Regions from separate parts of the Mus musculus genome. Here regions 1, 2, 3, 4, 5 and 6 are each linked to region 7. The links are chromatin contacts, called in public Hi-C, Micro-C and promoter capture Hi-C maps. All regions are on one chromosome and are shown on one strand. The core of a region is the stretch at or near the end of the contact, and the rest is flanking DNA. Distances in the headings are between cores, read along the strand shown. Region 1 holds the start of Gid8 (GID complex subunit 8). Region 2 holds the start of Lama5 (laminin, alpha 5). Region 3 holds the start of Rps21 (ribosomal protein S21). Region 4 holds the start of Rnf114 (ring finger protein 114). Region 5 holds the start of 4921531C22Rik (RIKEN cDNA 4921531C22 gene). Region 6 holds the start of Ss18l1 (SS18, nBAF chromatin remodeling complex subunit like 1). Region 7 holds the start of Rbm38 (RNA binding motif protein 38).

Region 1 (3,945 bases), core at 1,428-3,927, 7.7 Mb after region 7:
TAGCAGACCTGGAACTATATAGATCAGGTTATCCTTGAACTCAAATACTTAGACTAAAGTCCTGTGCCACCTCATCCAGCCAAAAAAAATTCTTTTTAAAAAAGATTTGTCAGGCATGGTGGCACACACCTTTAATCCAGGCAGAGGCAGAAGGATCTCTGTGACTTAAAGGCTAGCCTGGTCTACATAGCAAGTTCCAGGACAGCCAGAGCTACATAGTGAGACCCTGTCACAAAACAAAACAACAACAAAAAAACCCCAAAGATTTATTTTTATTCATGTGTACATAAGTGCCCAAAGGCCAGAGATATCAGATCTCCAGAAACTGGAGTTACAGGTGGCTGTGAGCTGCCTGACTTCAGTGCTGGAAACTTAAAGCTCTGAGCCATCTTTTCTCCAGCCCCAAGGCTAACACTTAATGTAATGTAAAAATAAGCAAGCATATGCATCCTATTAGAATGAAAATTTGCTTTTGTCCTTAAAGGTAAAATTGTATTTATAGGAGAAGGCTGTTATGAAATTATCAGTTAATATTTGATTTGTATTTTATACATCCATATAACCAGAATAGCACGAAAAAAATCCTTATGCTGGGGCTGGAGAGATGGCTCAGGGGTTAAGAGCACTGACTGCTCTTCCAGAGGTCCCAAGTTCAATTCCCAGCAACCACATGGTGGCTCACAACCATCTGTAATGAGATCTGATGTCCTCTTCTGGTGTGTCTAAAGACAGCTACAGTGTACTCACAAACATAAAATAAAACTTAAAAAAAAAATCCTTATGCATAAAGTGGTTGTAGGTGGAAAGTTTAAGAATCCCTAGTTTACAAGATCACTTGAACTGGGCATGGTAGGGCACACAGCCCTGTCTGACCTGGAACGCACAGAGATCCACTTGCCTCTAGGTATGCCACCATGAGCAGCCTATGAGGCACACTACTAACATCCAAGCTACCTACACAGAGAAACATTATCTGGAAAATTCAAAAAATAAAAATTATCACCTGAGCAAAAGGAAAAGACAAAACTTGCTGGTATTTAGTGGAACTTCCCAGGGAAGCCCAAGCAGTGGAGGGGAGCATTTCACAGCCCAAAGAGAACAACAGGAGTCCGGGTGCAATCAACTGGCAAAAAAATGCCTTACATGAAATGAAGGTCAGGGTGTAGGAGAAATAGTACTGGGAGGACATATGTGACAATGTCATGCAAGCAGCAAAGATGAGCTCAAAGTCAAGCAGCTGAAGAACCCTCAACAGGAGCTAGTTTGTAGAAAAGACTAGGGGACTAGCAGATTGCTCATCCACCATCCACAGAGGCATTAACATTCTGAGTTAACCCTCTTCTCTCCTCATGATACCAGCCTCTTCCCTTGCACAAGTTTGAGTTGATAATCCAACTTTACCCAGAGTTAAAGTAAGTGCTACAAAGTTTGTCGATACCAACCTGGATAGCTTCGGGTAGAGCTATGGAGTTAAGAGACTGCCACTGTGGTCATTGTGTCTGACAGATCTGCTAAACTGGTCTTATTTTCAGTGACTCAATGAGAAGTTGCTTTCCCTGGACAGTTCATCTTTAAACAAGCACACCCAAACATCTCAGGGCGGACGGACCAACATTCCTTCCAGAAGCATTCCAGAATTTCTTTACATTACAATGACTGAATTTGCATTCACCTCCGGTAGACAATGGACACATAAATATGCAAATACCCATTTAACCGTTCCTATCCGGCAGTGTTAAAGAGCCTCCAACTTCCCCCATCCCTTACCGGAATATCTAACCCATAACAAGGCATTGGGTAAACAGGATTCGGGGTTGGGAGGAATAGGGGTCCCTTCTCCGGCGGCAGAAATCCCCTCCGCCGAAGTTCAGAGCTGGGTCCACACCATACGCCGCTAAGAAAAAAGACACTCACTGTGAGCGCCCAGAAGTAGGGAGTACCCTCGGCGGAGGGGTCCCCACTGTGAGCACTTCTGAAGCATGGATCCGCTCTGCTTCGATGATTGCCTTAGAAGTAGGGATTAACTTCGTGCATGTCCCTGAGAACCCCAGCACTAGGGAGTCACCTTTATTAGTGCCCAGAAACGAGGGAACAACAGTCTCCGCAGTCCGCTCTCCAGCGTGGCCACAAAGATCGCTCTAGGCAGGGCCGTTCTGACGCTGATCAGGCCTCGATTACAACGTTCCCGGAATAAATCCTAGGAGCTCGCTCACATCCGGAGGCCTTGTCTTTGGGACTAGAGCCTGGCGGACTACAAGCCGGGGAATGCCCTCCTCATCTCGCGCACTCCGGTGTTCACACACACCTATTACTCGCCCCACCCCCACTTCACACACACAAAAACAAGAAAAGAGCTGGGACCTTCGTTTCGAACTCAGTCTACACGTCTCCATCCCCGCGCTAGCACTCAGTACGCGAATGCCCCCGCAGCAGCCATCTTGCGCAAAAGCGATGCGAGCCTTTTGACTCTCGCGCCAACCCGTAGAGCCAGAGCCCTGCCGAAGAGTTCTGCGCAAAAACGGAAGTTGAGACCCTGGTTTCCGGCGACCGCCCGGGCGGTCGATTCGCGAGAGGATTCCATTGGTTGCCAGTTCGCATCTCGAAATCTTACGATCTCGCGAGAGGTGTCTGAGGGGCCGACGCCGGTGTAGCTACCTCCGCTCCGCGCCCCGCCCCCGCCCCCGCCGCCGCCGCCGCCTCCGCCTCCTCTATCTCCGCAGTCTCTGCCGCCCCTCCCCGGCCCCGGGAGCGGCCGCGGAGCCGCCACCCAGACACTGTCGCACGGGAGGCGGGATCCGCACGGTAAGATGGCCGCAGCGGGCCCTGACGGCCGTGCCGAGCGTCTCCGCGGGGCTCCGGGGTGGACCGAGGCGCGGAGGTCAGAGGTCGGGGGTCTGTGCCCGACAGGCTGCCCTGCCCAGGGTATCCGAAGCCCAAGGCAAGAGCGGGGATCGGGGCGGTCAGTTCTGCCCTCCACGGCCGGGCCCCGGAGCGGGAGGACTGGAGGCCGCGCTGTTAGTCCGGGTGCTGCCGGGACCCGAATAGTTACTGCAAATGTTCGCACGTCTCTGCCATTAAAGGCGCGGTGAAGGGGACAGCGGAAAGGTGAAGACGCAGCTACTGCGCTAAAAGTCATCCTCGGGGCTTAGGCTGCATCCCCGGCGACTGTGTAACCGCTGAATTTTGGGACCTCTGAGTCCTACAGAAACACTGCCCCCGTCTCTGTCCTTAGCCTTGCTTGATAACCTTTCCCGGCGCCGAGTGGAAATCGAGAGGCAAGGACCTTCTTGGGGAACATTTTTCCAACACTGATCTTTACCTTACTTCTGAATAAAAGTCGAATCGGTGAATTCTGCTGTCATCCTGTGGCATGGAGCGGCATCAACCCGGTTTAGTTTCACTTCCCGCCTCCTCCATACTACTACTACCTTTTGGGCTGCTGGGATCTTCAAGTCCGCCAGAACTAGAAATCCTGGCATGCCCCAAATTCGAAGTCTCTATAGCATTCACTGCGCAAACTCTCCACAAATGGGCTTTGGAATCGTAATGTTTTTTTAAACTTAATATCTTTTTAAAAGACTCTTGTTTAAATATCTTTCCCACAGTATGTGTATATGCGTGTTTCCCAAATTACTGTTTTTAGCGTGGGTCCCCATGACCTGTAATCCAGAGGCCTACCACACCTAACTGCCAGAGTCCTCTGCACCAGACTTGCCCTGCTCCTCCAACCTGTTTTACTTGCATCTCTCCCACGTTGCCATGCTCTCATTTCTAAGGCCTGACACTTGACATGGCAGTCTGTCCGTGCTTCTTTCTTTTCTCTTGTCCCTTCATATTCAGTCCAGCAACAGCTGCCATTAGTTAATTTGGAGGTCAAAGCTTGATCTTGGCTTCTCTTCTGATGTCCACTATACCAGCAGTAGGATATCTCTTTGTTGGACTGCT
Region 2 (4,014 bases), core at 626-3,125, 7.2 Mb after region 7:
AGAATAACAATTACTATGTAAGCAGAGATAAAGGCCCTGGGATCCCAGGCAGTCCCTCTGGGTCAGGACAGATCCCTACAGGGCCCCCTCCTGAGACTCAGCTCCCTGAAGCCATATACTGAGCAACGCTGGCCAAGAGACACCTCACTTCTGTTTTTTTTGTTTGTTTGTTTTTTGTTTTTTCGAGACAGAGTTTCTCTGTGTAGCCCTGGCTGTCCTGGAACTCACTCTGTAGACCAGGCTGGCCTCGAACCCAGAAATCCACCTGCCTCTGCCACCGGTCCCCTCCTGCCTAGGTGCTGGGATTAAAGGCCTGCGCCACCACCGTTTGATGGCACCTCACTTCTGAACGCTCGCCTCAGACGGATCCTGCTCTGACTTGTAAAGCTTCAAAAACAAGTGTTTATACCTTCCCAGGCCTCAGTTTCCCTGTCTCTGATGGCCCACACCTGCTCTTACTCTGAGACTGCAAGGGAACCAGAGCGCAGGGAGCCCGGCCCTTCTCAACTCCCCCTCCCCACTTGGAGGCCCGAGAACAGGCGGGGTGGGCAGGCAAGGAGGGTGGTGGCCAGGTAAACCAGAAAACAGAACTGAATTCCTTCACCGCTCCCCTTTCTCCACCCCGACGAATCCGTTTTTTCAGCTATTCTTTCCCTCGCCAGCCTCCTTCCAGGAACGTGGAAGCAGGTCCCTAGAGAAGGTAGCTAAAGTTACCAGGCCCTAATGGCTCCCAACTCCTTAGGTCCCTAACGTGAGGCAGGAGTCCTGCGGGGGGGGGGGGGGGGACAACGTGGCCCACCTGCAGGCTCAGCCTGAAAGGCAGGGCTCAGGAGAGTCCTTAGGTACAGAATCCACATCTCCCGGGAGACTAAAGCCCCAGAGCCTACCACCTGCTGGGCAGGGGGCTCCTCCACGATGGCCCACAGGTGTTAGCGCTCTCCACCTCCTTCTGAAGTTCCCAGATCCCAAGCAAAGAAGCTTCTTCAACTTTTGGCTGAGACAGTGAGACCCAACACCAGGAGAAACCGGCGATGGTGCGGCTTCCGCGCTCATTCCGTCCCTATCCGGGAGGCCAACAGGTTCCTGCCTGTCCCGGGGTAACAAGGAGCTCCCGCCCCCTCCTCACAGTCAGCGGGCACCCTGGCCAAGTTCCGCCCACGCAGGGATCCCGGACTTACGGCTGCCGAGGACTGATCACCGGTCCCCTCCTGCCTAGGTCACCCCCCCACCCCCACCCCCGAGCTTCACCAGCCCCAGGGGCCCTTGGTCCGCGAGTCGGACACTTCATTGGCTCTTCCAGAGGCACGTGCCGTGTCTGCACGAGTTTCGGTAGCCGCATCAGGGTCCCCCTTAGTCCATCAAAACATGGGGCCAGGGAGTCTTGGTGGGAGAGTCAGTCCGTACTTACTCTCCCCAGCACTGGGAGCCCCTACGAGATGTCTGGGTTCCGGCGCTAGAGGTGGACCACCACAGGATGGTGTAACCAGCTCCTCCGTGCCGCGCTCACCTGGATTGTCTGATTGGGATCTCCGCCAGCCACCGGACCCCCAACCAGCTTGCAGTAGAGGTCCTCGGTGGGGCGTGAGACACTGCGCGTCGGGGCCTCCTCGCCGCAGGTCGCGGACGCGGTGATGCGAGCGCCCTCCGCCAGGTTGAAGTAGGGCGGGTGCAGGCTGAAGCCATCGCCCCCGGGAGTGCGCGCCTCGCCTACCAGCGCCAGTCCAGCCAGCAGCAGTAGCAGCGGCCGTGGCGCGGGGCTCCGGGGGCCAAGAGCGCCCGGTGCGCTCCCCGCGCAGAGCTGCCCTCCGCGCTTCGCCATTTTCCTGCTGGGGGCTGCGGCTCTAGGGACAGCGCGCACCGCAGGAGCCCGGCAAGTCTAGTTTGGGGCGGCCGGTCCCGCTGGCCCCGCCTGTCCGAGGACGTCAGGCCCCGCCCAGGCCCGCCTGGCGCCCGAGCCTTATGCCCTGGAGAGGGGGTTGGGGGAGGGCATAAGAGAGGGGGCGGCCTGGGGACCTTAACCCTTCCGACCCCGGCCAGACCAGCGTCCTGGAAGGGGCACCTGCTGGCCGCCCGCCAGGCCGCGGGAACTTGGCGCTACTGAGCCTTTCCTCTCTCCCAGGTGGTGGCTTCGATCCCCACTGAGACCCCTTGCTTTTTCCGTGGATGTTCAGGACCCCAGCATGCCGGGCCTGCCTCTACCCGCCCAGCGGCTCCTGTTTTTGTTTCCCTAACTTCAAACAGGTCTCAGCCACCTGGCGCCTCCCCGTTGCCCTAGCCTGTTACTCTCTTCCTTCCCTGTTGGTATTTGAATAAACTGTGTGTAGCTGTGGATGGGGACCCAGAGGAGATGTGATCTGCAAATGGTGGGGGGGGGGGGGGTGGAGAAGACCAGACAGGAGGAGACCCCCTACTTCCTCCATTGTTAGGTCGGATTTAGCCCTGTCTACCCCTTTGGGTTTTAAACTCCTCTGCAATAGGGGATCAATACAAGAGCAAAGAAATGACAGGCGCCCACCCATGGAGCATATCCAAGGATGCTCATTGGCCTATAGGTGCCACTCCATAGGCTCCTTGGGAAGCTAAGACTTTGCTTAGACATCTTTCTTTCTTTCTTTCTTTCTTTCTTTCTTTCTTTCTGTTTTTTTGTTTGTTTGTTTGTTTTTTGTTTTTGTTTTTTCGAGACAGGGTTTCTCTGTACTGTATAGCCCTGGCTGTCCTGGAACTCACTTTGTAGACCAGGCTGGCCTCGAACTCAGAAATCCACCTGCCTCTGCCTCCCAAGTGCTGGGATTAAAGGCGCTGGCCACCGCCGCCCGGCTTAGACATCTTTTAAGCAAGCCGTGCCTCTAGCTCCTGTGTTTCTGGGGTACAGTGGGCTCCAGTTGATCTGCCTGGCTGAGTTGCAAACATTGAACGTCCTAGAGGCTTAGCTAAGATGCTTGTGTACCTCATGTCTGCTTCAGCCACAGCCACTGGATTCCCTTCCCTTGGATTCTAGGACCAAACAGGAAAGCCCCCAGGGGTGTAGAGGTCGAACTCAGCAGCAGGGCTAGCAGCTCCCCTTATCTCCTAGCCAGGCCACCATCTCACGTTTTTGGGTAGGACTCCCATTCTTGCTGGTCCTTCTGGATAATCCCAAGGGTCCCAGTGAGTTCCTGAAACACTGCCATCATGTCCTGGCCCAGTTCTGACCCGTAATTGTCTGGAAAATTTGCACCATCCTCCTGCCCTCCTGACTAACCCCCCAGCCTCCTACAAATCTTAAACCCCAAGGGGCTGGGAGGACCCCAGTCTCCGTTGAAAATGCGAGGTCAAGACAAGCTGCCCTCCCTGGATGCTTCCACTTTCCCTCCCCGGAATTCCTCTATAACCTCACTATTAGTTTTCCACCTGGGGGAGGGCAAGGCAGCCGCTTCCCTTTGCTTCGAAGGCTTGGTGTGGGGGAGGGGCTGGCTCCAGAGAGGGCGGGAGACAGGGAGGAATCTGGAATTCAGTAGAGTAGGCTCAGACGCTGATTTAAGACCCCGTGTGAGGCACAGCTGGGGCAGTAGCAGGTTCCCAGATGGCTGGCCCCACCCTACTACTGCCTAGAAGTCCCCCATGCCCGCCAGGAAGCCATTCTCGTTCACGCCTCTACCCTCTTTAGCAGCTGGGGGTCCTAACAGCCTGAGGCTGAGAGATACATTACCAAAGCGTCTGACCTCCGGGCTTGATAGCCTGCTGACTTCAAGGGAGTTTCTCCGGGGTCTAGAGGGCAAAGGTTGTGCCAGTACTCCCCTGAGCCCCCTAGTGGCCAGGCAGGATGTACTTTGGATTGGTCCCAGAGGAGCCAGTGAAAGAGAGGGGGCAGATGGCTGAGAACGTGCCGAGTCAGCCTGTCAGCCAGCACCGGGAGGGTTAAACCCAAGCTAGCTACTTCCCAGCAGACAGCTGGCCCAAGAACAACTGGTGGTGGACGGGGCGGCTGATGCCGGCAGAGGACTCTGTGGCACGGGACTGGTGAAGTGTCCACAC
Region 3 (3,791 bases), core at 1,191-3,690, 7.2 Mb after region 7:
TCTTGATCTTCTGCCCACATCTGCCTAGTGCCAAGCTGCAGGCAGGCAGTGTCCTGCCTCTCCCAAAGGTCTGGAACAGATGGTGTACATTCTGTGAAAGCCCTTATCACAGCCCTGTCTGCTAATTTAACATCTGAGTGAGTTCTGGATCTCTCTCTCTCTAGTGACCAGCTAATCTGACAATCACTGAATGGACACCAGGCCATGTGAATTTTCCTTGTTGTGGGCTTCATGCAGCCTTCCTGCTTCATTTATTTTGGAGGTGCAGTGGAGTTACTACTTCTTTGATCCTTGCGAATCTTACTTTTACCATGTTAGGTGGGCTCTGGGCATTGTTTTTGGCAGTTACCACAGGCTAGACCTTTCTGAACATTCTGCCTAGCATCATTTGCATTAAGCTTTTCTACTTGACTCCAGTCCCAGCCCTTTCAAGGAGTGCTGAATTTGCAGAGTGGAGTTTACTAAGATTTCTGGGGCTTCCTTTTGGCCATGCTCTCCTTCCTGGCACATCGGCTGCTTCATCTGTGGCCACTAAGGAGGCCTTGAGGGTTCAATTCAATATGCACGGATGCAGCCAGAGCAGCTGCAGATCTCAAAACTAAAACCACCCCTGTCCACATGCCTTATGGATGATATGAACAGTGATTTTCCTAAGGTCAGAGGCTCTGGTATCCTCACTTCTTTTCTTTTTTCTTTTTCTTTTTTGGTTTTTCGAGACAGGGTTTCTCTGTATAGCCCTGGCTGTCCTGGAACTCACTGTGTAGACCAGGCTGTCCTCGAACTCAGGCAGGCTGTCCGCCTGCCTCTGCCTCCCGAGTGCTGGGATTAAAGGCGTGCGCCACCACGCCCAGCTAGCCTTGCCCTTCTAGCCCATTCCTTTTGCCTTGCTTAAAAAAAAAAAAAAAAAAAAAAAAAAAAAACCACGATAGATTCCATTCTTAAAGTTAGCCACCAAACTCTACTCCCTTATATGGTCACTTCCTCCTCGTGAGGCTGACTACCAAAGTCCAGCTATTAAAAGTCCTATCCAATCAAAATACACCACTGTGCAGCCCGGTCTAGCATGGAACCCCCCTTTTCTCTTATTAAAAGTTACACCTGCAAGGTCATTTGCTTGTGTTTTTCTGACCAAGTAGAAAACAGCCACTTTAACTCCTCTTCCCCACCCCCATTTAAAGGAGCTCTCTGTGAAAACAGGTGCTTGGGTAAGGTGTCTGTGCCTAATCTGAAAGATAACCCCTGCTGCGCGGGAATTTATTATTTTTTTCAAAACAGGGTTTCTCTGTGTAGCCCTGGCTGTCCTGGAGCTCACTGTGTAGACCAGGCTGGCCTGGAACTCAGAAATCTGCCTGCCTCTGCCTCCCGAGTGCTGGGATTAAAGGCGTGCGCCACCACGCCCTGCGCGGGAACTCTTAATGCATACATGACTACTGGTTTCCAGGTGTGAGGAGGAAAGTGTAGCCTCGGTTTCACCAGACCCCGTGACAGACAGTCTTGGAAGGTGATCACCAGTCAGTGTGCACATGGCAGGGAGGTTCTCCCCAAGACCATGTAACTGGGTGTATGTCCCAGCTCCAGACTGCAGCTCCAGTCCCAGAGAGATATCAGGCATAAAGTTCTACAGATGAGTGAGCAGTGGATTCACTCACGGAGAAATGTAATCTCAGGAGAGTCGTCAACAGCGTGGGCAGTCTTGTGTCCGGGCTGCTCTCTGACCTCGTAAACAAAGAGGCTTACTGAGCATTATGGTGACTGTGGTCTGGGAACTTTCCTTTTTCGAGACGGGAACTCAGTGTAGTCCAGAGTGGCCTCAAATAGATAATCCACCTGCCTCGGCATCCCGAATGCTGAGATTAAAGGCGTGCACTCTCAGGCCAGACTCACTTCCCTAGGCGTGTGGACCGGGTGGCGGCTGGAGCCAGAGGAGTAGGGCAGGGCCTGGGGCGAGGAGGGGCAGGATGGCAAGGACGCAGGGTGAGTAGGGGGTTCTTGAAGAGAATGAATGTGCAGCGGAAAGCCAGCGGTCCAGCTCATTTGATCCAACCTCAGTTTCCTCTTCGGAGGATTGGTCTTCCCGTTCCCGCCTCCCTCCGCCACGCTCGTTCCCCTCCCAGGCTCTGGCGGCGCCTCAGGTCGGTGGAGTCAGGGATCCAGCAGCGGCTGGGCTCCCTCTGACAAGCTAGCCTCGAGGGCGGCTGGAAGACAAGCCAAGTCCAACCTCTCCAGCGGAGGACGGAGGGGCTGGACTCCGCAATGGAGGCGGGGCCTGAGGAAGAAGGCATGTCTTGGCTGGAGGCGGAGACAGGGACCGATGCCTGTGCTTTGTGCGGAAAGAGCCAGGCTTTCTTTGCACCGGAAGCGGAAGTTAAAACACACAAACAGGCCTCCGGTATGGTGGATACGAGTACCCTGACCCGGAAGCACTTACCGAGGACCCGCCCTCCTGCCCAATAGTGCTGCGGAGGCACGAGCTACTTCCTTTCTGCGCTCTCGCTGGACAAGTGAGCAGGTAGGCCTCGGTGCGGGCTGTGTGCGAGCGGGGCCGGGCTGGGCCGGGCTGGGCGCAGTTGGGGAGGTCGCGGTCACATGGCCGAGAGTGCTTGCGGGCCATGGGTCTGGTTGGGCCCGCAGACTCGGAGTGCGGGCCTGACCAGTCTCAAGACCTGCGTGGTAACTCTGCAGGGACGGCCTCAGGATGCAGAACGACGCCGGCGAGTTTGTGGACCTGTACGTGCCGCGGAAATGGTGAGCATCTGCGGGCCCGTCATTCTCGCGCCCGCTTTCCCCGCTCCCATTCATCCACTGTTCTTTTGCGACCTATTAAACGCACTGTGCATCTCTTTACCCAGCTCCGCAAGCAACCGCATCATTGCTGCCAAGGACCACGCGTCCATCCAGATGAACGTGGCCGAGGTGAGCTGGGAACCTGACGGTTCCTGAGGGAAGGAATTACGAGGCCCTCAGGCCTCAGCCTGGCTCTTGGTGTGTTTACTAACATCGGGGTGAGGTCGAATCTTCCAACCTCTTTTTTTTTTTTTTTAACCCAGGTTGATAGGACCACAGGCCGGTTTAATGGCCAGTTTAAAACCTATGGCATCTGCGGGGCCATTCGCAGGATGGTGAGTTCTACCACCTGGTCTGCCTTGTACTGTTCATGTGACATCTGAGCTCTGATGGTGGTGTCCTTTTCTTCCTGTGGGAATGGTTTTGGGCTTAATAGTGCATGCTCTGCCTGCTAAGCAGGGAGCCAGCTCTGTGTGGATACTCAGGTATTTATTTTTAATTTTAAAGGGCGAGTCAGATGATTCTATTCTCCGATTGGCTAAGGCTGATGGAATTGTCTCAAAGTAAGTGTGGGGGACAATCTCACATTGGGGTTGAGTGGCTTGGGACTTCCCAAGAGATACAGCTTTTAATACTACTTTTTCCCCTTTGTTAGGAACTTTTGAGCAGAAGAAATCGGGAATTTGTTACAAATAAAAGTTTTAAGTACCTGTGACAGTTAAGTCTGCTTTTGCTGTTTTTACTATGTAGGGCTGGTGTTTTTATTGTGACCAGAAAAGGGCCGCACACTTACCTGAAAGGAGACAAGCAAGGAAGTATGTTGCAAAAACCAGTTTTACTTTAACAAAAACATTTTAACACCTTCCATTCATAACCTACTGGACATACACCACATTCTGAGGTCTGACACAGCTGTGTCCTGTTGAGCGCTGCGGGTGCAGCACCAGGTCTGTGGCATTGGGTCACAGTCCAGCTGGACACCATGGATATACCTCAGATTTCTGGAC
Region 4 (4,143 bases), core at 98-2,597, 5.5 Mb before region 7:
ATGCCTTTAATCCCAGCACTCGGGAGGCAGAGGCAGGTGGATTTCTGAGTTCAAGGCCAACCTGGTCTATAGTGTGAGTTCCAGGACAGCCAGGAACCCAGAGAAACCCTGTCTCGAATCCCCCAACACACACACACACACACACACAAAGTGCCTGTTTTCAGCCACACCAGAAGAGGGCATCGAATCCCATTGCAGACGGTTGTGAGCCACCATGTAGTTGCTGGGAATTGAACTCAGGACCTCTGTGAGAGCAGCCAGTGCTCCTGACTGCCGAGCCATCACTCCAGCCCCTGAAGTGCACCTTTTTAGAAGCACCTATTTTGTTTGTTGCTTTGGTTTTTGAGAAAGGGTCTCTTTTGCAATCCAGGCTGACCTCAAAGCTCAAAACATTTTGACTTCTACAGGTGAGTATACCACCCCGTATCCCAGGCTAGCCTCAAACTCACTATATTGCCCGAGATAGTTCTGAACTTCTGATCCTCCTGCCTTTATTTCTCAAGTGCTGGGGATTCTGAGTGTGGACTACCAAATATGACATATACACTGCTAGGGATGGAACCCAGGAGCCCGTGTGCCATGCTAGAGGAGACCTCTTCCTTGGTGGCCACACCCCAGCCCTGGACGCAGTGCTTTCCAGATAATCAACTCCTTGTTGATCTTGGACTCAATCACTGCCAGTACCCAACACCTGCTGGAACTCTTGGTCTTCAAGGTACTGGCTGATCGCGCACAGTCCAGTGACTTCCTGTTATACTATACCTCCTTCAGTCCAAGCCTCTGTCCTATTTTATTTTTCCAGGCCACGTACAAGCCATAGGAAAAGGGCAATAAATATGTCTAGAAAACTGGAAAGGTTCACGGAGGTGGTATCGACCTAACAAGCCACGGGAGTTTGTGAGATACACTTGTACCCCGTTAGCTGTGCAGGCAGGAAGTCCTGCCTCCTCCTTTCCGGTTAGGAAAGACGCTGAGAAATCAGATCAAATCATCTGGCCACACCTGGTGGTGCAGACTATACAGCCAATTACTTGGTAGGCTGAGGCAGGAGGATGGAAAGTTCAAAGCTCAACTGGGCAAGTTGGTGAGCTAGCTAAGGTCAACTGTAATAACAATACACATTCACGGTCTGAGTTCCTGTGGGTGAGAGGTGTGGGCTCAGTGTGGCTGCGTCCTCTAGGCTCTCCCCGGGACGCCATCTACACACCTGGTGGGCGGCAGCTTTCAAAAGCTCCAGGGGGCGAGGGGGCGTTGTGGACTCCGCCCATCTCAGCCCCTAGCGCGTGCGCAAACGACGGCGGCCCCGCCCCCAGCCCCCCTCGGCGGCTCTTTCTCTCTCAGCGCGACGCTCCTCAGCGGCAAGATGGCGGCGGCGCAGCCGGAGTCCCGAGATGGAGCCGCGCAGTCGGCGAAGCCGGCGTCCGAGACGGACCCCCTCAGCCGCTTTACGTGTCCCGTGTGCCTGGAAGTATTCGAGAAGCCGGTGCAGGTGCCCTGCGGACACGTGTGAGTGGCGGGCGCCTGCCGGGTAGGGGTCGCGGTGCGCAGGCGGCGGGCGGCCGGCGGCGTCTGACGAGGGAGCACAGCGGGCCCCCTCGAGCCTCGGCGTCGCGACTCACCGGGCCGCCGCCGGCGCCTCCGAAGTGCGCGGGAGGCCGCCGGGCTAAGTATGGACAGTGGGCCCCGGGCTAGGCTGGAACAAGAGGGAAGTGCCGGGACGCTCGGCCGTACCCGCGGACCGGGTGTGGGGTGCTCGCTCGCGGAGGCCGCCTCCCTCGGCGTGAGTGAAGCCCGGTGTCGCGGGCCAGGCTGCCGCAGCCGCTTCAGGAGTTGAGCGAGGGCGGCCTGGGCTTTCCCTGGCTCCTGTGACCGCTTAGCGGGATTTGAATCCCATTCTTGCACATTTCAAACACACCGTAGCCGAAGAGCCTGAGGATGCTCGACCACGTCCCTCCGCGGCCCCGCCCACTGCCGCTCACCCAGGAATCGGGCTTCCTGACCCCCCCCAACTCCAGCACCCTTTTTTGGGCGCACAGGCATTCCCGCCGCTGTCCTGTGAGTGCCAGCCTTTTTCCGGGTGAATCAAAGTGCAAGTGTCAAGGGTCGCTCATTCGGGCCAGCGTCGCCTGCCAGACCGTCCCCAGGAGCGAGGCGGGGCCTTCCCAGCACTGTGGGAGGGATGCCTGCAGGGACACTGGGCTCCTGCCAGCTTGGGTTCAGGTACAGGTAGCCGTTACCGATCGCCCGCCGCCACTACTTCAGGCCTCCCGTCCTGATGACCTCCCTCACTTCTCTCTCGACTCTGCTAGCTTTCTCATTACACGGAGCAACATGTAGGGACCCAAGAAGAGAGTACCATGTCCTCTCTGTCCGATGATAAAAGCCGGTGTTCGGCACCGTGAGCCGAACCCAGACTCCCTCCCAGTCAGTTAACTGGAGTGTCTGCATGCCCTCTGTTTGCTGTTTTGGGATAGAGTTAAGAAGGCAATTTGGAACCGGGCGTGGTGTTGCAGGCCTTTAATCCCAGCACTCGGTCGGGAGGCAGAGGCAGGAGGATTTCTGAGTTCGAGGCCAGCCTGATCTACAAAGTGAGTTCCAGGACAGCCAGGGCTATACAGAGAAAGCCTGTCTCGAAAAACAAACAAACAAAAACCAAAAGAAGGCAATTTGGCCCTCGGGTTTACAGCTCAGGAGGTTGTTTGGTAAGTAGTGGCCAGTGAGATAGCTCAGAAGCTGAAGGCTCTTGTCACCAAACCTGATGACTTCAGTTCGCTCCTGAGGAGCCACATGGTAAAAGAATTGACTCCCACAAACTGTCCCCAGATTTCCAGCTGTCCTCAACGGCACACACATTCATATTTTTTTAAAGGAAATACTAATGACTGTTCAAACTATGGTGTATTCGGTAGGAGAGCACGTGAGGGCTGTTAACATTTGTGAAGAAACATGACTTGATTGAAAAGCACCAGGCTTTGAGGCTTCCTTGACCTTTTCCTACATCATAGGGCAAGAAGCAGTACCAGCATAGCAAACATAACCAGCCTCCGTACTCAGCAGATTGTTTGAAGTCAGACACACCTTGGTGAGGGTAGCTGACTTCTCTGAGCCTCCTCCAAGTGCTTTGGGCTCTGCCAACTTGATTTTTAATGTTTGCCTTTGAAGCTGGAGAGTCCTACAGCTGTGGTTGGAGCATTTGATTTTATGAAATTCAGGTCAAGCCCTGTGGCTACACCCTTTCAGGTCTGGAGGAGCGCAGATAACTTGATGCTAAAGAGCACTGACAGAAAGGCTGAACTAGTTGACTCCCATTTCTAGGAAGTAGAAACTGAAAGTCAGCTCCAGACACAGGAAGCTAGATGCAACCTCCTTGTAAGGGTATAACTCAGGCACGCAGGCTGTGAGCATCTGATAGACTGTTAAATCAACTGCTTTAATCTGTATGTTGGCTTGGATTCCTCAGTTGTCTTGAGTTGCTCTTGGGATGATGGGCTACTATAAAGGGCCTGCCCACCCTGCCTTGCCCTTTCTCTGTGTGATCTGCCACATCACTGCCCCAAAGGCCTTCCTTTCTATACTTGGCACACTCCTTCCTCTGTGGCCTTCCATTCAGTGTCATCTCAGAGGAACTCCCTATGCTCCACCTGCCAGGCTGTTTGTTATCCTTCATCACCGTATGAAACCACTGTTTTCTTCAAATACAGCATCACTCTGGGTGGTATACCCTTAATCCCAACACTTAGGAGGCAGAGGAAGGCAGATCTCTAAGTTAAGACCAGCCTGGTCTTTAAGAGTGAGTTCTAGGAGAGCCAGAACCAACAAACAGGACAAAAAAAAAAAAAAAGAGTTATAAGGATAGGGCATTTCCTAGTAAATAACTAGTCACCTCCCAGCCAGGACTAGAATTTTTGCCTAATAGAAACGATCAAGATTTCTTAAAAGATAGTGGGGGGGGGGTCAGTTCTGATACACACACACACACACAGAGGCACACACATATCTCCTGGTCTTTTCCAGCAGATTTTGTTAATGTAACCATAAGTCAAAGTAGTTTGGTAGTTTAGTGTCCTGTGCCTTAGTAGCCTTCTTGTGCTGTGAGCCAGCAGGTGCCCCCTCTGCCTCTAGATCATGGTGTTTGAGTTTCTT
Region 5 (4,193 bases), core at 1,304-3,803, 7.0 Mb after region 7:
CACACACACACACAGCCACCCCACACACACACACACACCCTGCTCACTTCTCAGCAAACCCCAGATGTGTGGCAAGAGACATCTGCAGTTCCTAGGCCTTATGTCACACCCAGCGCCTCCTCAGAGCATGGCAGCCCCTGCAACCTCTCAAACACTTCTGGGTCCTATATCCCCATAGATAGGGCAGGTATCTCTGGACCTTTGATGAGCCTTCCCAATCCTCATTGACTTCCACAGCAAAACCCAATTCTAAAGATGCTGTAGGTCTTTCAACGTGACCCAAACCACTTTTAAGAAAACAGGAGAGGACACAGTAGCAGCATGTTTTCTAATTCTCTACTACTGCCACCGCGGCGGGCGGGCGGGCGGGCGGCGCTGCTACTACTGCTTGCACATGTCACCGTGTAATACCGGAGGAGCGCACAGGGCTTGCTCCGGCCCAGGGTTCTGTGGGAACACTCCTGCAGAGGACTCTCAAACAAAAGCAGGCTACAAGCGAGGAAAGGAGCCACTCGACAAACCCAAGGGACCCTTAGGAATTCGAGGACAACAGAGTCAGAACATGTGTGGAATCTGCAAGAGCCGAGACAGCTCCTGTGTCCCAGAATCCACATCACCATGATCTCCTGCATCCGCAGACCCCTACGCACTAAGTGTCCTACTGACCTCCAGGGATGGCAACAACAAAAAACACCCAGGGTCCACTTTCAGGCACTGATGACCACTAAACGCCTGCTCCCAGCATGGAGTCCCCAACCGGCTTCCCTGGCAACAGGAAAGCCCATGCCGCCTTCCACAGACTTCATTAGCATGCCCGTGAGTAGTCGGTTCGCCCTCTCTTGACCTCACCTGAGGAAGGAGAGAGAAGGGCCCCTCGGCTATACGGTGGTAGCCCAGAGCATCCGAATGGGACAGCAGAGTTCCCCGAGGGATCTGGGAGCTCCAGGACTGGGACGCCCTCAAAACTGGCAGGTCACCTGGGCAGGGGCCGCCCCTCGGCCTCTCGGGCCACCCGACTAGGGCACGGTCCCAGAATGCAGCCCAGAACTTCCTGGAACGCCAGGGCAGCCTGGTGCACCCGCCCTCGGCCTCCCGCCGCGCGCTGCCACTCACCTGGGGGCAGCTGGAAGTTCTGGATGTTGGTCGGGTTCTGCGGCGGCTGCGGCAGGCGCGGGGCCAGCACGGTGGGCGTCAGCGTGGCCCGGATAGCGCCGGTGGTGGCCGCCGGCGTCCGAGGCAGGCTGGGGGTCGCCGCGGCCGCACCCTTCGCCAGCCCCGCGGGGGTCCCGGGCGCAGGCCCCGGCAGCGCGCCCGGCATGGCGGGCCCGAGCAGCACACTGCCCGCCGCGCCCCCGCCCGCGACCCCCGCCGCCGCCGCCGCCGCCGCCGGCCCCGGCCCGGGCCCCGGTCCGGGCTTGGGCGCCTCGGCCTTGGCCCCCTGCGCGCCCGCGCCCGGCTGGCCCAACCCCGCGGCGCCCCCGGAGGCCGCGGCGGGGGCAGGAGCGGCCCCGTTCTGCGCGGCGGCGGCAGCGGCGGCGGCGGCGGCAGCGGCAGCGGGTGACACGGGGGGCGCGGGCGCGGCGGGGTGCCCGGGCGGCCGGGCTGGCGCGACAGGCGCTGGGGGCGCGGGCGGCGGGGGCGCGGCGGGCGCGGGCGCGGCGGGCGGCGAGGGCGCGGCGGGCGCGGGGGCCGCCTGGATGACAGAGCCGGCGGCGGGCGGCGGCGCGGGCCCGTTGTTGACCGGGCTGACAGCAGGTGCGGCGTGCGGCGCGGTGGGCGGCGCGGCGCTCCCATTCAAAGTTTGCGCGGCGCCGGGGCCGGGCGGGCCAGGCGGGCCGGGCTTGGAGGCGCCGGGGCCGGCGGGTGGGGCGGCGGCGGCGGGATCCGGCCCCGCGACGGCGGCGGCGGTGGCGGCGGCAGCGGCAGCGGCGGCGGGGCAGGGCCCCGCGCTGGCCTCGGGCAGCGGCCTCAGCTTGGCGGGCGCCGGCGCGGGCCCTGCGGGGACAAGCAAGCGGCGCGGTGAGCTGGAGCCCGGGCGCCGCGGGCCCCCACCCGCCGGCCGCGCTCTACCTGCGGGGGGCGGCTCCGGCGCCGCTGCGGGCGCGCCCTCGGCGGAGGCGGCCGGCCCTGCGCCCGCGGCTCCGGCCGGGCTGCCGCTCACAACATGGTTCCCGAGCGCGCCGGCGGCCGCGGCCCGCAGCTCGGGCGTGCGCGGCGCGAGGTGGTGGTGGTGGGCCGCGCTGGCCGCCAGCTGCGACTCGAGCGAGCCCACCAGATCGCTCACCACTTTCTCGTCCACCTCGCTGTTGAAGAAGACCTCGTCCAGCAGATCCGAGCCCGCCGCCATCTTTCCTCCTCGCCGCCGCCGCCGCCGCCGCTCGGCCGAGCGCGCCTGGGCAGGAGGAGGTTCCAGCGGGGCGGGGGGCGGTGCGCGGGGCGGGCGGGGGCGCGGCGCGCAGGGAGGGGGGAGGGGCGGCCCACTGCGCAGGCGCGCCGACACGCACCGCCCACGCCCGCGCCCCTGTGGCCTCCGATTGGCTGCGGCGGGCTCTTAAAAGACGCGGCCAATGGCTGCGAGCGCCAGAGGCCGGGGAGCAGGCTAGGCGCTGGGTGCTGGTCGGCTGTTGGAGCGCTGGTGGGAATGGCAGCGGGGCCGGGAGAGCGGCGGCTCTAGGCGCCGGGTGGGTCGCGGCAGCCGGCTGCGGGGTTCGCCCTTTGTCTGCACCCTTCCAAAATGGCTGCGGCCAGGGCGGGCGGTGACAGCTGCGCGGGCGCTCCCGGGGCCCCGGCGGTCAGAGAGGAGCAGGAGTCCTGGCACGAAGGCGCTTTCGGGGCGGAGAGGTGCGCAGAGGACGCCGCGGACACGACGGGTCAGCTCCCCTGACTTACAGCGGTTAGTACGAGGGCCGTGCACACCCCGGACGAAGCTGGACATCCGGAAGCTGATTTGTTCTTTATTTACTTTTCTCGTGGGGGAGGGGGGGGTTGGTTGTAAATCCTCTAAACTGATGCTTGCTGGCACTTTGTAGGAACATTTTCGTTACCATTTCTCCCCTTTCTTTCTGGGTGTTTTCTTAACCAAAAGGCCGTCTTATTGGACATCGCTATGGATTTCGTCTTTCCTTTTTTTTTTTTTTTTTTTTGAAAAGGCCGAAAACAAATTCCAGATGGCAAAGCTTGTTGGGGACCTCAACGCAACTGACCTTCCTAGAATCATCGTCACCTCTGAAGAGACTTGCCACGGTCTGCACAGATCCAGCACTGGGGAATGAGGAATTTGACACTGTAATTTTTTTTTTTTCCTTTCGTGCCTTGAAAGAGACTCTTCCCACCAGCTTTTACTACCCACACACACCCTCCATGCACTCGGAAGATGAAGGCAGGAGGAAAAGGAGTTCAACCTTTGTTATGCATTTAGTTGGAGGCCAGCCTGGGGGTCTTGTGGGGCCCTGTATCAAAAAGGTGAGGTGAGAACTATTCTCTCAAAAGCAGAGTATAAACTCTCAGCCTGTGTGCTGATCCTGTCCCAGCCTTTTAAACTAAATGAGTTATATAACTACTATACAAACCCCACCCTACCCCAGCTGTCCTCTAAGCAATAGTCTACCTAAGGAACTGTGCGCCTTGAAGCCAAAAAACAAAACAAACAAACAAACCCCACAGTGCCCTCACTTGCAAAGTGTGCTTGGGAATCCTTAAATAACAGAAATTTTGTTCTTGAACATCAGCCTCCAGATTTGGAAAGCCAGTAAAAAGAAAGAGACAATGAGGAAGCAGGTTGGGTGCTAGAAGCCAGTATAGGCTTGACACACACTAGAAGGAACAGAAATTCACAGTTGTAAATAAAACCCACGAGTCTTCTTTTGACACAGGAGAACACGTTCAGGGCCAAGAGCATCATCCTGAGTGAGTGGGACACTACTTAGTCACAGCCCCCAGCCACAAGTCACAGAATTCTTTACTCTTGATAATGGTTTGAAGATTTTAAAGTGGACCAAAGGATCAGAAGGTTCTTGCTAATCCTCTTGATGCCGGTTAATGGGACCCACCAGTTAGGTGTACAGTAGCCTGTACCCCGAAGCCATTAGGTGACAGGGAGCACAACAATGAGAGCCATAGCAAAGCCCAGGCTCTGGAGCTCACAGGCCTCTTGGTACCACGGTACACAGCCTCCTTCCATTCTTAAGCATCTG
Region 6 (4,276 bases), core at 78-2,577, 7.0 Mb after region 7:
CATGTCACCAGGTGCAGTGCAGGGAGCCACCTCACTGGCCTCACAGGTTTTTCTTTTGTTAGACGGTTTCTCACTAGCTGTATCTCTTGGGTTTGGAGTGATGGCTCAGCGGCTGCTCTTCCACAGGACCCCAGGTTCAATTCCCAGCACCCATATGGCAACTCTAGTTCCAGGGAATCTGACACTCTCACACAGATATATACATATAGACAAACGGCCAAACGCACATAAAAATAACTTTTAAAATAATAAATTAATAATGCACACACACAACCACAAAGAGTCTTTATAGTTTTAGAAGTCTTTAGGGTCTCTAGATTTAGAAGCCCAGGCTGGCTTTGTACTTGTGAGATTTTTCGAGCCTCAACCTTCTAAATGCCAGGATTATACAGGCCTGCACTTCCAAGCCCTGTCATTCCAGAGTTCTTGGGTGGATTGGGTCACCAAAAGCTTTGGGGTTTTAGTTTCAAGGAGATAAAATACCTGGGAAATGTAAGCGTTTCAAGACTCGGAACCACGTGTGTTCCGGAAGATCCGGTGACTCGGGAAAAACAAAAACCAAAACTAAAACTGTCTCACTGCTGGCGCTTACAGGTGTGGGGAGTCCTTTTCCAAACAGTGCTAAGGACTGAACAAAACTGGGGCGCGGTGAGAAGGGCCCACCGGAACCAGAACACGGCGTCGGTGGCGCATGCGGACCCGGAAGCAGCCTGTCACCATCGCAGGGCCGACGAATCGCCCTTTGTTCACAACGCCCACCTGGGCCTAGCTCGCAGATCCCCAAGTCCCCGCCGGCGCCGGCTACAGCCAGCCTCCCGCCGCCCGCGCGCACCTGCGGCCTCCGCCGTCCGCGCCGCGCGCACAGCACCAAGATGGCCCCGGCCCAGCCCCGGGGATGCGCTCGCCTAGATGCTCCGCAGTGGGGAAGCCAGAAAAAATCGCCCGGCTCTCCGGGAAGCGCGGCGCGGTCCCCGCGACCTGGTGCCCTTCCTACGTCGTCACCATTCAGCTCCCGTCACCTCCTGGTCCACCCGCCGCCAGCAGATAGCGCGGCCCCCGCGCCCAGGTCTGCGTGCCCCGCTTCCTTTTGCACCCCGTCGCTCAGGCCCCGGGCCGGCTCACCGCGGTGGAGCCCTTTTTGACCGCCTCCTGCGCGTACTCCACTTGGAAGAGGTGGCCGTCGGGCGAGAAGACGGTGATGGCGCGGTCGTAGCTCATCACTGCGGACGCACTAGCTCGGGCCGCCGCCGCTCAAAAGCGCACACTCACCGTCAGCGCCCCGCCCTCCCGGGCCACGCTGCTGGCGTCTGGCGTCAGGGGGACGTGCGGCACGGCGGGGCGGGGCAGGGCGGGCGGAACCACCGAAGCTCAGCACAGGGGGCGGTGTACCGGCTACCGGCTGGACGAAGAGCGCAGGCCGGGTGCAGGGGGCCTCCGCGCGGTATCCTGACCTGGGAGGCAGTCGCGTAAGGCGTGGGGACGCGGGGGACTCGAGCGCGCATTGGCGACAGGCAGGCGGGCGAGCCCACGGCACCGCGCCCCCCGTGTCCCCGCCCCCGCTCTGCGGAGAATGGGCACCTCGGGCCGCGGGGCGCAGCCGGAGAATAAACCCCAATGATCACGGGCTGAGTCCGCGCCACCACCATGTCCGTGGCCTTCGCGTCGGCGCGGCCGAGAGGCAAAGGGGAGGTCACTCAGCAGACCATCCAGAAGGTGGGCATGGCCGAGGGGGTACAGAGTGCGGGTGGGCGCGGGGCACGAACAAAGCCGGGGCACAGCCCGCCGCACGGAGCCCTGACGGCGGCTCCCCGCGCCCCCAGGAAAGCCTGCGCCAACTTTGCTGGAGGCACTGGCAGCGGGGGCCCGGCGGCCGCAGGGGGTGGGGACCCCGGAGCGCGTTGCGCGTTCTTCTCCCAGAGCGCCCCAGGCAGCAGACGCAACAGAGCGAGACGCCAGGGCCCGCGGCCCCTCCAGCCGGGGCGGGGGCTTGTCGCGCTCTGCTGACAGCCGTGGTAGCGACGGTCGCGCGCCTTTGCGCGATGCTTGGCGAGTGGAGAAGGGGGAGCAGGCAGCCTGGAGGCGCGCCGCTGCGGCGAGCTGGCCGCTCTTGTGAGGTACTGCGGTGCCCTGCACAAAGGAACGCATCCAAAGTGTGCGTGCCATTTCCAGAGCCCGCACCGCTGTCCAGAGCTTGCTGCACGCGGCGGACTTGAGGCTAGCGCAGCCCCGCCCCCGCTCGGGCCACTGGGTATCCGCGAGCCTCGCCTTCTGCACCCTGGCTTCAGACACCGCAGGTTTGTCCTGCAGTCTCTCAGTTTCATCCTTTAGTTTGGGCCAGTTTCTCAGAGAAGGCGTTTGCGTGGGTGTGTGGACGTCTTTAACAAAAGGAAGCTTTAAGTTTTGGCTTGGACACTTTAGCTTCTTACTGTTTGCCTTCGCGGTTCCAGGCATCTTTCTTACGCGATGGCTTTTCCTAATTCTGGTTCCTTTTACAGAATTCTTGAATTCTTTTGAGCCAGTTAGTTCCCAAAGGAAATTGGCCTCTCTACTCCCTCAGAGGCTTGTGGGGATTTTCTTCGCTTGTCGCCTGTTTCCCAGATCACCCTTGCTATCCTCCTTAGGAACATAATGGTTATCACTGTTGGCAAGTCCTAGTTAGCAGGGGAGATTATTGGAGGAAAGCAGAAATGCAGGTTTTATAGATCTTGCCACATTTAACTTTTTGCAGAAGTGACTTAGTGAAGGAGGCTACAGAGGCTACGTGGTAAAGCTAATAGTAGCCCTTCCGTGTGGCTCCACAGGCTGCTGTCTGTGTGGCCATGAACTAGGAGCCTTGGTTGGTGGAGGGTGGAGTACTCCACACATTGGCAGTCCAGACAGTGCCCAGGCACTCTGGCTGCTGGATCTTAACAGTCACTCTTTCCAGTGCCACTTTTGGCTTCAACATTTTTAGTCAGTAGTCAAACGTGCTCATCAAAGATCCTCAGTTTCTCCAGGCAAAGGTGTATTGGAGGACTACGCCAAACATCAGATCACAAAGAGGAGATGTTGGCTGACCTCAGCTCAGGGCAGAAATTCAGCCTGTGCATCTTTGGAAGTGGGTCTTAAGTTTAGCCTGTCAAGGTCCTTAACCTGGTAGGGCTGGCAATTCACTTCCTGTCTCTGTGAATCCTTTACTGGGGAGTCTGAGAAGGCCTGAGGGGGGATGTGTCATGTACTTAAACCGTGCACTCTGACCTGGCCTGATGATGCGCCACTGCAGTTACATTCTGCAGCATATGTGGCAAGACGGTCTGAGAACAGCCTGAGCTACATGATAAGTTCAAAGGCAGCTCAAGATGTGTGTGTGTGTGCTAACCAGCCCATGATGAGACCACTGGGGAGAGCTAGGAGTTCCAGAGAAGGAGAAGGCCAGTGGGTGGTGAAAGCAAAGGAAATAACAGCGCGTTCTTGGAGGACGGATCCTACTCAACCGTCACAGCCCGCAATGTCCTCTCCTCAATCTTGTCTCGACAGTCACAAGGCCATTGTAGTACTTGGAGGTATTGCTGGTGGCATATGAGTTAGCATGTAATGAAGTGGCCTTTGCTGGTCCGTAGTCTTGCATGGTACACCCTATAAACTATAAAATCCATAGCACAGGTTCTGCCTAGGCGAATGTATTCGTGTCCCATAACTTCCCTGACTGGCCACAACCCAGGTGACATTAGACAACAGTTTTCATTCACTCACTCTGTCAAGGTGTGAAGAGTGGCTGGCTGCCTTCCTTCTCTCACGAAGTTCTGGGGGAGGCTACCTCATACCTTCCCAGCTTCTGGTGGCTCCCACAGCCTTTGGTGTCCTTTGGTCTGCGATGAGATCTCTGTTTTCCTCTTCTGGGATCTCCTCGCCTGTTTTTCTGACTCTTCTCAGAAGCATACCATTCTTATAAGGTAACAAACATTGGTTTGCAGATAGCCTTCTTTCCAAGTTTGGGGCTTTCCATAGAAGTAAGAGTATGAGGTCAGGAAATTTGAGCAAGCTTTGAATCGTTCTAGATGTGGCCTGCAGGGAGGGAGTGGTGACCCAGAGTGGGAGTCTGGAGAGCTGCCCTGACCTGGAGCAAGTGACCTTGTGACAGAGCACTGGCACCTAACGAGGATGTAGTCAGAACTGTGCTTTTGTGTGGACAATGTGTGTGCCTGGGATCCTGAAGTGGAACTACAGCTGGCTAGAGCCCTCAGAGACACCACTGGCCAAGGACCAACTCTAACTCTGTCTTTCTCTCCACTAGCTG
Region 7 (4,053 bases), core at 207-2,706:
AACACTTGCTAGAGAGCTCCGTCAGCAGCAGAAGACCTTAGACCAGAAAGAAGCCCCGGTTGGGTAGGGTCTGGGGAGAACAAGCCTTACAGCAAAGGAAACTTGAAGCGAGGAAGGTAAAGCCAAGAGAGTGAGGCGCTGGGCAGGGGTATCCCCAGCAGGCTCGGAGTTCTGCTCTGTGTGAAGGGGACTAGACTGACTGGGGCTGAACCTGCCCAGAGGCTGCCTGCCTTACTGTCCGCCTTGACCAGTGGGGCCAGGCCAGTTTTAGCCCCACTAAAAGCTGTAGGTCTTCAGGTCCCAGTGTGATAACCAGGAATGGGGACATGAGGGACGCAGGATCAGGGCTGCTTCCTGGCCCGGAGGCTAAAGCATCGTGCCTGCTTCTGTGCTGAAATTCCCATTTTCTTCTTTCTATTTTATGGTTTCCCATCATACAGGCTAGCTTCTGACTTTCTGTGTAGCAGGGTATGGACCCGGAACCCTCCCACCCTCCCAACTCCTCAGTATTAGGATCACCGGTGTATTCCACTCGGCTGTTTGAAATTTCTGTCTCTAACAAGGGCCCCACGTTTGCATTTGCGCTGGTGGGGAAGAGTTCTGCAGACTGGCATCATGGTCCCAGCCTTGGCCCACGTTCTACACAGGCCATGTCATGCCTTCTGCTTGTTCTCCTGCTAAGGGTGACCCCACAGGCGGTCCCATGTCAGTGACATGGGAGCCCAGCCGCCTTTGTTCTTCCTCACAGTAGAAAGTAGAAAGTAGAAAGCTCTTAGCTTTCTACAAGACTGTAAAAGGTGTATTCACTATCGATTAGCCCTCATTTTCACAGACTACCTAGTGTCCCGGGGTATGCCATTGTTGAAGTCCCAGCAGAGAATCCCTGACACCACAGGACCGCCAAAGTACGTGTGATGTATTATGGTGTGCGTGTGAATTATTTTTATAAACATGGCAAATTCACTTTGCCCTTTATTTTTATTTTTTATTTTTTGGAGACAGGGTATGATTTAGTCCAGCTGGCCTCAAACTTAGTATATAGCCAAGGGTGGCCTTGAACTGACTCTCTTTCTTGAGTGTTGGGTTTACAGGTGTGTGTCACCAGCCAGGTTTTTGTGATGGGGAGATCAAACCACAAGGGTTCGCGAATGAGTAGCTGAGGCACTCCTTCGGACCTTTTTTTTTTTTTTTTTCGGACCTTTTAACAAGTACGTTTGCACCCCTAGTCGCTCGGGTGTAAACCACTGAATCAAGCAACGCTTGGAATATACCGGACCGTGCGCCCCGCGAGACAGACAAGCTGATACCGGCGAGCACCTAGGGGCTAAGTCACCTCATTCGCCGGACCCGCGTCCTGGCACGCGGGACGTACTTAGAACTACAATTCCCGGCGGCCCCCGCTTCCAAAGGCGTGTCTTAAACGAGAGGGGCGTGACCGCGGGGCGTGGCCGGCTACAAAGGCGGCCGGCAGCTCGCAGGGCGCGGAGTAGACGCTTCGCGGCGGACGGAGAAGCGGCGCGGGACAGCGTGGGGAACTCGGATTCGGCCTGGGACACCCCCGCATGCGCCGGCCGGCTCGGTAGCGGCGGCCCCGATGCTGCTGCAGCCCGCGTGCTCCCCGAGTGTGTTTCCGCGGCCGTCCGCCGCCCCCAGCGCCATGCACGGCTCACAGAAGGACACCACGTTCACCAAGATCTTCGTGGGCGGCCTGCCCTACCACACCACCGACGCATCGCTCAGAAAGTACTTCGAGGGCTTCGGAGACATCGAGGAGGCCGTGGTCATCACCGACCGCCAGACCGGCAAGTCCCGCGGCTACGGCTTCGTGAGTGCCCGCGGCGCGCGCACCTGCCGCCGCCCCTCCCCCACCGCCTCCCAGACCCGCCGCGCGCAGCCGGGACTCCGGGGCTTCCCGGGGCCGTCGGCCCTTCCCCCACACTTTCCAGCTGCCCCAAAGAAGCGTAAGCTGTTAGCGCCAGCGACTTGAAGACGGTTTCCCACTTCCTTCCACTCTAGTGTCCCCAAACTAATTCTCTGAGAAAGTTAACGGTACTTACTGATGGCCTGGACAGCGGGGGGGTGGGGAGGACTCCCCTTGAGGTTCCCTTTACTCCACTTCCTAGGGGATTGTCGCTGTCCTTGAAGGCACTCCGCACTTGAACTTTGGGGAAGGAGCTGCAGCCCTGGAGGCAGAGAAGACAGTGCCCCAAGGGTCCTAAATACCAGATACTCTTCTGGGAGGAAAGACCCAGAGATGGCCCGATGCCCGGGCAAAACCCCCTTCCCTTCTCTGCCTTGTTTTCCTCAGCCAGCCACCAAAGCCCCTGACCCTCTGTGTTCCTGCAGGTGACCATGGCAGATCGGGCAGCGGCTGATAGGGCTTGCAAAGACCCTAACCCTATCATCGATGGTCGCAAGGCCAATGTGAACCTGGCCTACCTGGGTGCCAAGCCTAGGAGCTTACAGACGGGTAAGAGCTTTGAGTTTTCTTTCCAGCCCTCCTTGTTTCTATATTCAGCTTTGGTATCTGTCTGATGGAAAAACGCTGCCCCCGCTCCCCCTTTGTCCCCGAGTGGCAGCCAGCAATCATGTGCCTGCAGAGGCAGCCCAGGGCAACCACCCCTGGCTTGGGAGCTTGCTCCTCTTTCTCGGCAGTTTATGGTCCCAGGGATAATGATTTTTTTTTTCCAAAGTCTCCTACTCTTGGGGAGGGAAGAAGTCAGATGCCGACCAGGCAGGGGATCATCCCGAAAAGCTGGTACAGCCTGTGGACTTAATGTGCTTTGACCAGGAGAGTGGCGCGTGTTATTTGCCCTCCCTGTGTGTGGCCCTGGGACCTTACCCATGCAGTGTGCTGTTCCTAACTGCTCTCTTGTTTTAGGCTTTGCTGTTGGTGTGCAGCAACTACACCCCACCTTGATCCAGCGCACCTACGGGTGAGTGGCTGTAGCTGGCTGTGGGTGGGAAGGAAGGCCTTGAGGTGGGACAGCTGTGGACCTCTCAGCTCTTCTCAGGGCTGGGGAATGGCTGTTTTCAGAAATTAGATTGTGTATTGGGGGTGTGGAGGGAGAGATAAGACCCACTGCATTTCTCTAACCCAGAGGGGAGCACATGTCTTCGAGCCTGGTGTGTACCTTGCCCCCAGTTATGCGACACCTCCTCAGCCAGGTGTCACATGGGCATCCACTTCCTCACCTGTGCAGTGAATGAATGTGGGGACAGCTTTTCTAACTCTCTCGAGTTGGGGAGTTTGGCACACACCTAGTGCGGGCAGCTCTTCTGAAGTGTATGTTAAGGCTGGACCTGGTGGGCTGGGCTCTTCCTGGAGTGCTCTCTGATGTGGGCAGATGCCACGAAGGTAGCTACTGTGGGTCTGTACCAGCTGAGGTTTGATGTTTGTGAATGGCATAGTAGGTGACTGCCACTGGTTGGCTTTTTGTGTGAGTCACTTGCTCTGTATCCCCCTCCTTCTATCTTGAAAAGACTGATAGGCCTGGTAGCTACTTAGGGAAGGACTTGCACAGTTAAAGAGACACAAAAGTTGGACCCTGGTACTTGGTCTGTTTGTTCAGTGTAGACTAGCTGTGAATGAGCCGGTGGGTGGGGACTCTGACACGGACCCTACCTTCTGCAGTGGCAATCTTGTCAAATCCTGGCTGCTGGGTTTTGTGTCCCAGGTTGGGGGGTGGGTAGAGTGGGGTGTCTGTTGGGGCTGGAGCTGAACTTGGCCAGCACAGTGGGTCAGATGACTGGAGAGGGTGCTGCTTGCTGTCTCTAAATGTGCTTGTCCCGTAGGGTGGCACCAGGATTCTTCACAGTCATCCTTGGGGACTGATGGGAGTTGAGCAGGAGCTGTCGATGGGGAACTATGGTTTAGGCCCCAGCCTGTGTTTCCTGCCATGGGGTTCTCCTGGGGAAGTTCTTGGGGTGCTACTGTGACAGATTGTTCCAGATCGCATTTCCCCTGGGATCTGTTTCCTATGTGTAATGGCTGCCTGGACAGAGTGTGGGAACATCCCAGCCTTGGAAACTTCGTATTAGCTTCTCCCTGCT

Evidence for each region. Promoter capture Hi-C pulls out the DNA fragments that hold promoters and counts their contacts. Hi-C and Micro-C count contacts between places; a contact is called where the count stands out from the background.
Region 1: a contact with region 7 is called in a promoter capture Hi-C map of pre-B cells. The contact joins the promoter of Gid8 here to the promoter of Rbm38 in region 7. A contact is called at or near these places in 2 of 39 promoter capture datasets (the HPC-7 cell line and pre-B cells).
Region 2: a contact with region 7 is called in a Hi-C map of the G1E-ER4 cell line, with 7 times the contacts expected there. The contact joins the promoter of Lama5 here to the promoter of Rbm38 in region 7. A contact is called at or near these places in 2 of 484 Hi-C or Micro-C datasets (both in the G1E-ER4 cell line).
Region 3: a contact with region 7 is called in a promoter capture Hi-C map of pre-B cells. The contact joins the promoter of Rps21 here to the promoter of Rbm38 in region 7. A contact is called at or near these places in 1 of 39 promoter capture datasets (pre-B cells) and 2 of 484 Hi-C or Micro-C datasets (the G1E-ER4 cell line and erythroblasts).
Region 4: a Micro-C map of the G1E-ER4 cell line shows a contact between it and region 7, with 6 times the contacts expected there. The contact joins the promoter of Rnf114 here to the promoter of Rbm38 in region 7.
Region 5: a contact with region 7 is called in a Micro-C map of the G1E-ER4 cell line, with 4 times the contacts expected there. The contact joins the promoter of 4921531C22Rik here to the promoter of Rbm38 in region 7.
Region 6: a contact with region 7 is called in a Hi-C map of B cells, with 6 read pairs. The contact joins the promoter of Ss18l1 here to the promoter of Rbm38 in region 7. A contact is called at or near these places in 1 of 39 promoter capture datasets (the C10 cell line) and 2 of 484 Hi-C or Micro-C datasets (B cells and the G1E-ER4 cell line).

The regions. Positions count from the first base shown.
Region 1 is chr2:180,707,549-180,711,493 of GRCm38.p6, forward strand. Gid8 (GID complex subunit 8) reads left to right here and starts at 2,678. Exons shown (of 5, transcript NM_001289652.1): 1 at 2,678-2,802. It also overlaps a transcript of Dido1 not described here.
Region 2 is chr2:180,223,984-180,227,997 of GRCm38.p6, forward strand. Lama5 (laminin, alpha 5) reads right to left here and starts at 1,876. Exons shown (of 79, transcript NM_001081171.2): 1 at 1,508-1,876. The coding sequence starts at 1,819. It overlaps Gm52542 (a long non-coding RNA gene), which reads left to right and starts at 636. Exons shown (of 2, transcript XR_003953984.1): 1 at 636-700; 2 at 956-2,331.
Region 3 is chr2:180,254,939-180,258,729 of GRCm38.p6, forward strand. It overlaps Rps21 (ribosomal protein S21), which reads left to right and starts at 2,441. Exons shown (of 6, transcript NM_025587.2): 1 at 2,441-2,509; 2 at 2,683-2,745; 3 at 2,850-2,913; 4 at 3,048-3,119; 5 at 3,292-3,347; 6 at 3,440-3,506. The coding sequence starts at 2,696. The coding sequence ends at 3,449. It overlaps Cables2 (CDK5 and Abl enzyme substrate 2), which reads right to left. Exons shown (of 10, transcript NM_145851.2): 10 at 3,601-3,791. It overlaps Mir3091 (microRNA 3091), which reads left to right and starts at 2,598; the gene lies at 2,598-2,673.
Region 4 is chr2:167,502,096-167,506,238 of GRCm38.p6, forward strand. It overlaps Rnf114 (ring finger protein 114), which reads left to right and starts at 1,348. Exons shown (of 6, transcript NM_001360930.1): 1 at 1,348-1,506. The coding sequence starts at 1,364.
Region 5 is chr2:179,974,300-179,978,492 of GRCm38.p6, forward strand. 4921531C22Rik (RIKEN cDNA 4921531C22 gene) reads left to right here and starts at 2,554. Exons shown (of 2, transcript NR_033782.1): 1 at 2,554-2,893; 2 at 3,150-4,193. Taf4 (TATA-box binding protein associated factor 4) reads right to left here and starts at 2,347. Exons shown (of 15, transcript NM_001081092.1): 1 at 1,114-2,347. The coding sequence starts at 2,347.
Region 6 is chr2:180,041,156-180,045,431 of GRCm38.p6, forward strand. It overlaps Ss18l1 (SS18, nBAF chromatin remodeling complex subunit like 1), which reads left to right and starts at 1,328. Exons shown (of 11, transcript NM_178750.5): 1 at 1,328-1,713. The coding sequence starts at 1,645. It overlaps Psma7 (proteasome subunit alpha 7), which reads right to left and starts at 1,309. Exons shown (of 7, transcript NM_011969.2): 1 at 1,123-1,309. The coding sequence starts at 1,218.
Region 7 is chr2:173,020,446-173,024,498 of GRCm38.p6, forward strand. It overlaps Rbm38 (RNA binding motif protein 38), which reads left to right and starts at 1,457. Exons shown (of 4, transcript NM_019547.2): 1 at 1,457-1,825; 2 at 2,347-2,470; 3 at 2,882-2,936. The coding sequence starts at 1,595.